3 separate regions of the Sus scrofa genome follow, and regions 1 and 2 are each linked to region 3. Evidence: chromatin contacts called from public Hi-C data. All regions are on one chromosome and are shown on one strand. Each heading gives the region's core, a stretch centred on a gene start, on an enhancer-like site or on the middle of the called end of the contact. The rest is flanking DNA. Distances are from core to core; before and after follow the strand shown.

The links. Hi-C and Micro-C count contacts between places; a contact is called where the count stands out from the background.
Region 1: a contact with region 3 is called in a Hi-C map of omental adipose tissue, with 2.8 times the contacts expected there. The contact joins the promoter of GRIN3B here to the promoter of STK11 in region 3. A contact is called at or near these places in 2 of 5 promoter capture datasets (fetal skeletal muscle and liver), 14 of 47 Hi-C or Micro-C datasets (embryonic fibroblasts, fetal heart ventricle, fetal liver and 9 more) and 2 of 2 datasets of contacts at active chromatin or transcription factors (alveolar macrophages and skeletal muscle).
Region 2: a contact with region 3 is called in a Hi-C map of liver, with 2.4 times the contacts expected there. The contact joins the promoter of R3HDM4 here to the promoter of STK11 in region 3. A contact is called at or near these places in 3 of 47 Hi-C or Micro-C datasets (liver and mesenteric adipose tissue) and 2 of 2 datasets of contacts at active chromatin or transcription factors (alveolar macrophages and skeletal muscle).

Annotation. Positions count from the first base shown.
Region 1 is chr2:77,410,368-77,413,411 of Sscrofa11.1, forward strand. GRIN3B (glutamate receptor ionotropic, NMDA 3B) reads right to left here and starts at 1,511. Exons shown (of 9, transcript XM_003353966.4): 1 at 1,086-1,511. The coding sequence starts at 1,511.
Region 2 is chr2:77,477,760-77,480,624 of Sscrofa11.1, forward strand. R3HDM4 (R3H domain-containing protein 4) reads left to right here and starts at 1,500. Exons shown (of 8, transcript XM_003122984.3): 1 at 1,500-1,657. The coding sequence starts at 1,575. It overlaps KISS1R (KISS1 receptor), which reads right to left and starts at 1,445. Exons shown (of 6, transcript NM_001044624.2): 1 at 1,415-1,445.
Region 3 is chr2:77,247,853-77,250,792 of Sscrofa11.1, forward strand. It overlaps STK11 (serine/threonine-protein kinase STK11), which reads right to left and starts at 1,470. Exons shown (of 10, transcript XM_021084263.1): 1 at 94-1,470. The coding sequence starts at 383.

The DNA.
Region 1 (3,044 bases), core at 261-2,760, 160 kb after region 3:
CTGGGAACAGACTAGGGGGCTGCTGCTCAGACCAGTGGCAGCAGAGTCAATTCGGTATCCTGACGGTTCCTACTTCAGGGGTGCAGTTCCCGGATCCGGCTGCAGAGGGCGCTACAGGCCTGGATTTGGGTCCTGCGTCTCTCCCGTGGGATGGGGGCAGGGATAGTGGAGGTTAAGGAGAGCCAGGGCTTCCTCTAGGATCAGGGTCTCCCTGGTCTCGAGAAGGAAGGCCTGGAGGGGCTTCAAGCTCGGTGTGGAGGCAGTGAGACACCCCCCACACACACTAGCCCTCATGTCCTGGTGGCAGGCCTTTCCCTGCTGGCCCTGAGAATAGGGGTGGTCTTTCCCTGAGACACAACAGGGTCTCCCCAGAGCTCTGCCACTCTTCTCTCCTCGAGTTATTCGGACCTAAATCCGAGCCTGAGGGGATGGGGGTGAAATTAAGAAGAGAGAATAAACTCCAAGAACTAGAAGTGGGTGGAGGAGGGAGGGGTTTGGAGTATCAGGGTGTCCCCTGGGGACCTGAGAAAGCCATTAGGGAGGCTGCGGGTTGGGGGTGGCCTTGGCCTTGAGGGCCTCTGTGAGGATTCTGGAAGGAGAAAGGTGTGAAGCCACAGCCCCTAGAGAGCAAGCAGGTAGACCTGCTTCCTCATCCTGGCCCCACGGCCCTACACGGTAGGAATCTGGGAATTGGGAGGCGTCCTCGGAGCCAGGAAGGGGGCCGCGCTTCGAGGGGGAGTCCGCTGCCAAGGCCAGGGAAGCGTCCTGTGGGATCTGCCATCTGGGGTATAGAGGCGGCTCGCGGGGTTCCCGAACCGCAGGCCCATGGCTCTAGGTCTCTGGGCCCCTGGGCTCCCGCCTCTCTTTCCGCGTCCCTGAGCTCCGGGGACATCCGAGATGAAGCGGTTCTTCCCACGAGCCCGAGGGCCATCCCGGGGCTCCTGTCACCCGGACTCCTAGGTGTCCCTGGGGGCTCCCGCATCTACGGTCCAGAAGGTCCAAAAGTCTGAGTCTCGTGCATCCCAAGGACTCTGCTATCCGGACCCCGGGTCCACGCGCATCCTAACCGCGGCGTCCGCGCGTACCGGGGCGCCGAGGGGCGCGCGTGCCTCCCGCCGTAGCACGCTGAGCACGGGGGTCTCGGTGGCGGCCGCCAGGAAGTGCAGCTGCAGCAGCTCGGGCCGCGCCTCGGGGAAGGCGAGCACGGCCGCCACTCCCGGTGCCGCCAGCGCCTGGCACAGACCGCGGGCCAGCGAGGCGGGGTCGCGGGCGAGGGGCGCGGCAGCCACCAGCTCCAGGCTCAGGTTGTGCGGCAGCCCCGGCTCCAGGGCGGCCCGGGCTAGGGCGGCGCGGACGCGGGCCCGGGCGGCGGGCGCGCGGGGCAGAAGGGCGCCCAGGCGCATCGAGCCCCCCAGGCGCGTCAGGACGCCGCACGGCTGCGGGTGGCCCGCAGCGGGCCCCGGCCCCAGCGCCAGCGCCAGGCCGAGCCACAGCGCCCGCACAAACTCCATCCCGAAGTTGCCGGCGGGCGCCGCGGGGCGGAGCCGCGGGTGGTACCGCGGGAGGCGGGGTCCTGGCCAGCCCCAGCCGCGCCACCCCCGCATGCAGGCGCCTCCCTCGCTGCCTGAGTCCGCCCACCTGCGCCCGCCCTCGGCCCTCCCGGTCCCCCACCGCTAAGCAACCGGCGAGGGAGGAGTGGGAACCACTAGCCAGGGCGGGAAACTGAGGCTCAGATAGCCACTCAAGGCGGGCGGGGTGGAGGTGCACATCAGTGGGGTTGGGTGAGATCTAACCACCGCTCTTCCTGGCTCTGTGGAGGGGTTATTCTCATTCTACAGATGGTGAAACCGAGGTTTGCTTCAAAATAGGTTCCCCATACTCACCCCTGTCCCACTCCCAGATTCTTCATTCCCCCTTCCAGCCTGGGAACATTTCCCATTGTTCAATGAGAGAAACTAAGGGCCAGAAGAGGTCAATTTGTCTCCATAATCACACAGTAGGTCCTCCTACTCCTAATTCCAAGAACCAGTCCACCCAGACCCACACACCTGAGTGTGTTCTAACATCCTGGGCACCCTGGCGAAACTGACTTGTCTGATGGGGACCAATAGGGCAGCTCTCCCACCTTCCAGCTGTGGGCAGCAACTTGAACCAGAGAACTCCCCTTTACCCTTCAAGACTCAGTGCCCAAATGGCCTTGCTTGAAAAACATCCCCAGTTTGTCACCCAGAAGGATGCAGAACATCCCTCTGCCTACATTAACTCGAAAGCACACTCTCACCTTTTTTTGTTCCTTTATTTACATTATTTAGTGGCTAACCCTGGGAGACGGGGGCAGGCGCGGGGGTCCGGCTTGGCAACTGCTCTGAGTGCTTGCACACCGTAGGTGCTCTATAATTGCTTATTGCTTGAGCAACTGTTCAGACAAGGACATTCGGTTATATCACCCTCCACTGCTCCAGAACCTTCTGTAGCTCCATGACATCTGCCAGTTCCCCAGCTGTCTCCTCTGTTCTCTGCTCCTCCCCACCTACCCCCAGAAATAACCTTTCCTGTGGCCCTGGCATGCTGCAGGTGCTCAATAAACACTGGCCAAGTAAGGACCCAGCAGCAGCTCCCTGCATGGAATTCTCTCATCCCAGTTCAGGGAGCAGAGAAAGCCAGGCTTCTCCCAGGATGCCTCAGGGCGCAGGGCAGCAGCTCTGCTCAGAACATTCCAGCTCTAACTAGTGAGTCTACACTCAAGGTTGGCTTTTTTTCACACACAACCAAGCATCTCCTTTGGACCCAGTATCAGAGAGGAAGGAAAAACACTCCATTAGTCGAATAAAAATGCCAAGTGCCAGCCAGCAGCATAGATTGAATTTTGGGATGACTAATGCAGGCTGGGTGGCTGGCTTCCAGCTGACAAGGCCACCTCGTCCAGCCACCTGACCAGCAACCCCAGGACAGGGAGGGGCCTGGGTTCCAGCTCCCTCCCTGCCTGAAGCCACTGTCACACAAGGGAACTGCTCCCCTTTGTTCCTCCCCACTGTTCTGGATGA
Region 2 (2,865 bases), core at 250-2,749, 230 kb after region 3:
CAGAGGCACCATCTCCCAAATTGTATCACTGAGTTCTTTTGCTTCTTTTCACATGTATCTACATGAAGTCACCCAGTATGTGCTCTCTTGGGTCTTGAAATAGTTTCTCCTTTTTTTCCCCCTCCCCTTCCTCTGTATTTGTTAAAGCAATCAGGTTGTTTGTCCTGTACAATTTCCACCAGGCTAGATCTAGCGGGTTGTATCCCAGTGTTGTCCCTTAACATGGTCCTGGTTCCTTACTTTCCTTGTGGAAGGAAGGGTGGATTCTAGATTCTCCAACAGGTTTAATTCTCTGTTCTAAACCCTCCCCTGGCTCCCCATTGCCCTTTCATCAAAAACCAAATCTGTCATCAAAGGGCTACCAGTCTCACTGATCTGCCCTCCCCGGAAACCCCCAGTCTCTACCATCCCCCTGCTCTGGCCATTGTGGATGCCCCAGGACCTCTGCACTGACAGTTCTCTCTACCTGGCACACCCTTCCTACTTTTGCAACCTGCCAGGCCTCTTTCCAAAAGTCTCCTCTTCCGTAGCCTACTGCGGAGGGTGGGGGTCTGTTTGATCACTGCTGGAAGGGGAGAGCCCTGCCTCCCTCCCCAAAGAAGGTGGGCATTTGCTAAATGAAAAAACTAGGAGTTCCCGTCGTGGCGCAGTGGTTAAGGAATCCGACTAGGAACCATGAGGTTTCGGGTTCGGTCCCTGCCCTTGCTCAGTGGGTTAACGATCCGGCGTTGCCGTGAGCCGTGAGCTGTGGCGTAGGTTGCAGACGCGGCTCGGATCCCGCGTTGCTATGGCTCTGGCGTAGGCCGGTGGCTACAGCTCCGATTCAACCCCTAGCCTGGGAACCTCCATATGCCGCGGGAGCGGCCCAAGAAATAGCAACAACAACAACAACAACAACAAAAAAAAACTAAACTAAAAGGCAAAAGGGGGTGGGGCTCGCTTTCTTCTATATTTACAGATGAGTAAACGGCTCTCAGCCAGGCTCCAGGGTGCACTCTTAGGGAGGACTGAGAGGGGCTGGTGGAAGGAAAGCCCTGTTTGTGCTGGGTGGGGGTAGTAGCATGGGTCATTTCATCTGCCTCGGAAAAAGACATCCCCTTCCCTCCTCTTTACCCGGGCCTGACTTTCCCTATCTGTCCTCCCAGGGCTGGGTGCCCCGCTCACATCCCCGCCTGGGCGCAGGGACAGCCGCGGCCTTCTATCTCAGTGTCCCCGACCGTTCCCGGGTCTGCGTGTCTTCCCTTCACCCCCGCAGCCCGGGTTTGGCGGGGATGTGGTACTGGTCCCCGTCCCCCGGGGTTGGGTGTCCTTCCCCCGCTCCTCCCATCCCCAGCAGCTCGGGTCCGGCCGGGACATGGCTACGGTCCCTGAGCCCCGTCTTAGGGTCCTCGTCGGTGCCCGGCGCTGGACGTACTCTGCCCGCAGCCCCGGTCTGGCAGGGACCTGGCCACCCTCCCCGCCCGGCGCGTCCAGCCTCCAGGCTCCGCCCCGGCCCGCCCCCGGGTGCCCGTCACTTCCTGCCCGGCCCCGTGAAGGCCCTGTCGGGCGGCGGCAGGCACCGGGGTGTCCGAGCTATGGTAGCGTTGGAGAACCCGGAGGGCGGCCCGGAGGTGGCGGCGGCGGCGGCGGGGGTCTCCCCCGGCGGGCGGCGGACGCTGTGAGTGCGGCGGGCAGGCGGGCGGGGCGCGCTCCCAGGCTCCGGGGCCCCCTCTCTTGTCCCCCTCCCCGGCGGCAGCCCCGGGCCCGCCCCGCCCCTTCTCCTTGGGGCTCCCCCACGCAGAGGGGAGCGGCGCGGGGGGGGCTTTATTGTTAGTGCCGTTTACCGAGGGAGCCCCATCCCCGTCACGCCGGGCATTTGCCGGGACGCAGGGAGACACATCCATGTCTCCCTTAAAGACCCCCGGGTGCTGCAGCCTCCGGGCTTCGAGGGTCCCGGGCGCTGGGTTGCGAGCTCGGGTGAGGTGGTGCCGTTGCGCGCGGTGTACCCGGAAACCGTGCTGGTGTTGTTCTGGGTATTTAGCCACTTGCCGCTGTTGCTGTCTCCAAGCCAGGTGTTTATTCACCTCCCAGCCAGTCCTGTGTACCCCTCGGGATTGTCAGCCCCCCATCTCCTGGTGGACAGGCCCTTTGTTTTTCTCCAGATAGATATCCCAGTTAAAGAGGGACTTAACAGCCCCGTCGCGTCTGTCGCGGGAGGCAGACAGGAAGGTGGGTCGTCCCCGTATGGTTATGTCCCCCGTCGTCACTGATTTCTTTCTAACCTGGGTATTTATGTGGATACCTGGGTGGGCCACCCTGACTGCTTGGGTTCCAGTTCAGCCTCCTCCAGTGTGCCTGTCCAAGTGGCCTGGGTGGGTTATTACCCCTTCCATCCCTCAGTTTCCCCATCTGCAAAATGAAATAATAGTGCTCCTGCCAGAGTGGCTGGGGTCAGTGACCGTGCACTTGGAGGTGCCCAGCAAAGGGGAGCATCCATTCCTTAATAATTATCTTAAATATCTTACTGTTTGGGATCTTTTATTACTATTTAAGAAGACTGTCATTTTACTATTTTATTATTGCTTTATTATTACACTTGTTATTACTTTTTTGTTATTATCTCCACCTGGATTTTTAGGCAGAGGCCCTACCGGGCTCCACAGATGTGGGTATTTACCCCTTTTGAGGCGGCTTAACCACCCAAAGTGGGTATTTACCTACCAAGTGGGTCCCTCTGACCTGCCCCCAGGTCTCCTCACTTCCATGTCCTGGGAGGGGAGGTGGCCTCTGCCCCCTGAGTCGGCCCCACCCCAGCCTGAGTCACCTCCGCTCTGAGCCCTCCTTGATTTCCTGTACCAGGAAATTGGTTCCTCTCTGGCCTGTTCC
Region 3 (2,940 bases), core at 220-2,719:
TGGAAGGTAGAAACGGAGAAAAGAAGGGAGGGAGGAAGGAAGGATTGAAAGAAGGAAGGAGACCTCACCCCAACCCAGGAAGTCGGCACTTACTTCTTCACATTGGCCTCCCCGTTGGGGATCCTTCGCAACTTCTTCTTCTTGAGGATTTTGACAGCTCTCCTGCACAGCGTTTCTGAGTCCAGCACCTCCTTCACTTTGCCATACGACCCCTCCCCCAGCAGGTCCCCCATCAGGTACTTGCCGATGAGCTTGGCCCGCTTGCGGCGGGGCTGGTAGATGACCTCAGTAGAGTCGATGCGATGGATGAACGTGTCCATCCCCACCGACATCAGCTCGCCCTCTGTAAACATGCCCAGCTGCTGCGGGTCCGCCACATCCATCCTGGACCCTAGGGCTCCGACTCCCGCAGGCGATCTCTAATCCCCTTTGTGTACTTCCTGGTGAGCGGTTCTTCCTTTTGTCCCCCCTCCCCAAGATTCCCTTCTCCAAAAATAAAAGTCACAAAATCGCAAAAAGAAAAAAAAGAAAGAAAGAAAGAAAGAAAAAGAAAACCCTTCTTGGAAAAGAAACGATTGTACTGAACGTGAGTTCAAAAGGCGCGCCTGGTCCAAAGCCCGGACACCCGGGTGTGTGCAGCGTCCCAAGTTTTGCGGCCGCCCGGCCTCACAGTTTTGAGGCGGGCCGGCGCGTCCACGGGGGCCCTCGGGAGGCCGGTGGGGCCGGGAAGTGCTAGGTCATCCTCCAGGGACTTTAGACCCTCGAACGAACACGGACGCGGCCGGGTCGAGTCTTCTCCGCGCCGTCCATTACTAGCGAGCCATGGCGCGCGCCCGGGGCCCCGCGCAGGCCGGCCCCGGGGCCCCCAGAGCCGGGCAGGCGAGCTTCGCTGGGGATCCGGCGCGCTGCTCGGGGGCGGCTCCCGCCGGCCCCGCCGGCCGGGGCGCCCGAGACGCCGGCAGGTGCGTGTCCGGAGCGCACGGGGAACCTCTGTTTGGCCCCGCTGGCTCCCTCCAGCGCCGGGACTGCCCGGGGCCCGCCGGCCGCAGGGAGCGACCCCCGTCGGAGTCGGCCGCCGCCCGGGCGTCCGCACACCGGCCTGGGACCCCGAGCGGCCGCGCGGGCCCGGAGGGCGCCGCGCCCCAAACGGCAGCCCGCGCTCGGTCTGCGCCGGAACTCCGTCGGCCGCGGAACGCGGGGCGCGTGGAGCTCCGGGCGGCTGAGGCGGCGCAGGCCGCAGGCGCCGGGCCGGGGTTCCTGAGGCCGCCGGGGTCCGGGTGGCCCGTCCCCCGCCGCGGCCGCCGCGCGCGTGGAGCAGGCGGGGCGGCGCGGGGGCCCAGCCCATGCAAGGCGGCCGCGCTGCCGGCTGGCGCCCGCCGCCGCTGCCGCCGCGCCCCGCCTCACTCGAGGGCGCCCCGGGCCGCCTCCCCCTTCCGCGCCCTACACGCCGCCGCCATCTTGTTTATCTCCTCCCCCTCCCTGCGCCGCCGTGCCGCCGCACGCCCGTCGCGGACCCGCCCCTCGCGGCGCCGACGTGCACGTCCGTTGGCCGAGCCGCCTGGCCTCGACCCCCGAGGCGCGCCCCGCCGCCGCTCCTATTGGGCCGTTTGGATCCGGGCGGGCGCCCGAGCGGGGATTGGTTCCCGCTGGGCCCCGCCCCAGGGGTGGATACCGTTTGTTCATTGGCCTGAGGAAACGCCCGTCACGGCGAGGGGGCGGAAAGCAGGAGCCGGGAAGCGAAACCCGGGCGTTGACCTGGGAGGGGTTGGGAGCCGAGGTCGGAGGTCTGGAGTTCTAAAGTCTTCCATGGGACCGGGCGAGTGCAGTGCTCCTGGGCGGGGGCCGGGCTCGGGGACTCTGGTGCCCCTGCCTGGGCTCCTCAACCGAAACCCCGTTTGAGGCGAGGTCAAGGGTCAAAAAGTAGCCAAAGTGTACAATTCGAGGCAAAAAGCCTTTATTAAGTATCTCAGGCCAGATGGGTTGAGAAGGGCTCTGGATGATTTCTGCCCCAAAGGAATTCATGGGCTAAAACTCAGAACCCAGCTGGGATGGTGCCAGCAAAGTGCTTTGGGTGAAAAACAGAGTTGGCAAAATATGGCTTGATGAGGTGGAAAATACTTCCAGGCCTGTGTTTTTTAACCTGTTTTGCTTTTTGTTTGTTTGTATCACTACGTTCTTATTTTGCTGGGGCAAACTGCTTGTGAAACCTTGGGACTTGACACCATCAGATTTGGGTTCCAGGCTGGGAGTTCTTGACCCAACACCTGTGCACTCCCTAAGACTATGTGTGAAATGGAGCTCACCAGTATACACGTTCTTGGGGACATCCATGTGTCTCATCGGATTCTCAAATACCCAGAGAAGGGGGATTGCTATGGCTTTGAGGGATAGGAGTCCCAGGTCACACCAGTGTACCAGCCAGCCCTAATCAGAACATGGGAGTTAGCCCCAAATTCCTAAATCATAAACCAGAAACCAATGAAATACAACGGAAAAAGGGTAATGAAAACCAGGAGTTCCCCAGTGGCTAAGCGGGTTAAGGATCCCGTGTTGTCTTTGCTGTGGCCAGGGTTCAGTCCCTGGCCTGGGAACTTTCACGTGCCGCAGATTTGGGGTGGGAGTGGGAAGACTAAGGAAAGTCAGTGAAGCCAAAAGACTGTCTTTGAAAAGATCCAGAAACTTAATTAAACTGTAGCCAAATTGGTCAATAAAAAAAGATGGCCAATATTGAAGTAAGAACTAGAGAAACAACCTCCCCCCCCCCCCGCCCCCGCCGCCCCTGGCTGAAAAGGCAGCTACGTGCCTGTCAGCAGCTTTGCTTGCCACATACCACCTTTCTTGTAATCATGTAGCAACTACTTGCCTTATGTCCTTGCTAGCAGCCCTGCTAATCATGTTCCAAGCATTGCTTGTCAGCTTCTTAGGCAAGAACTCTGTCTG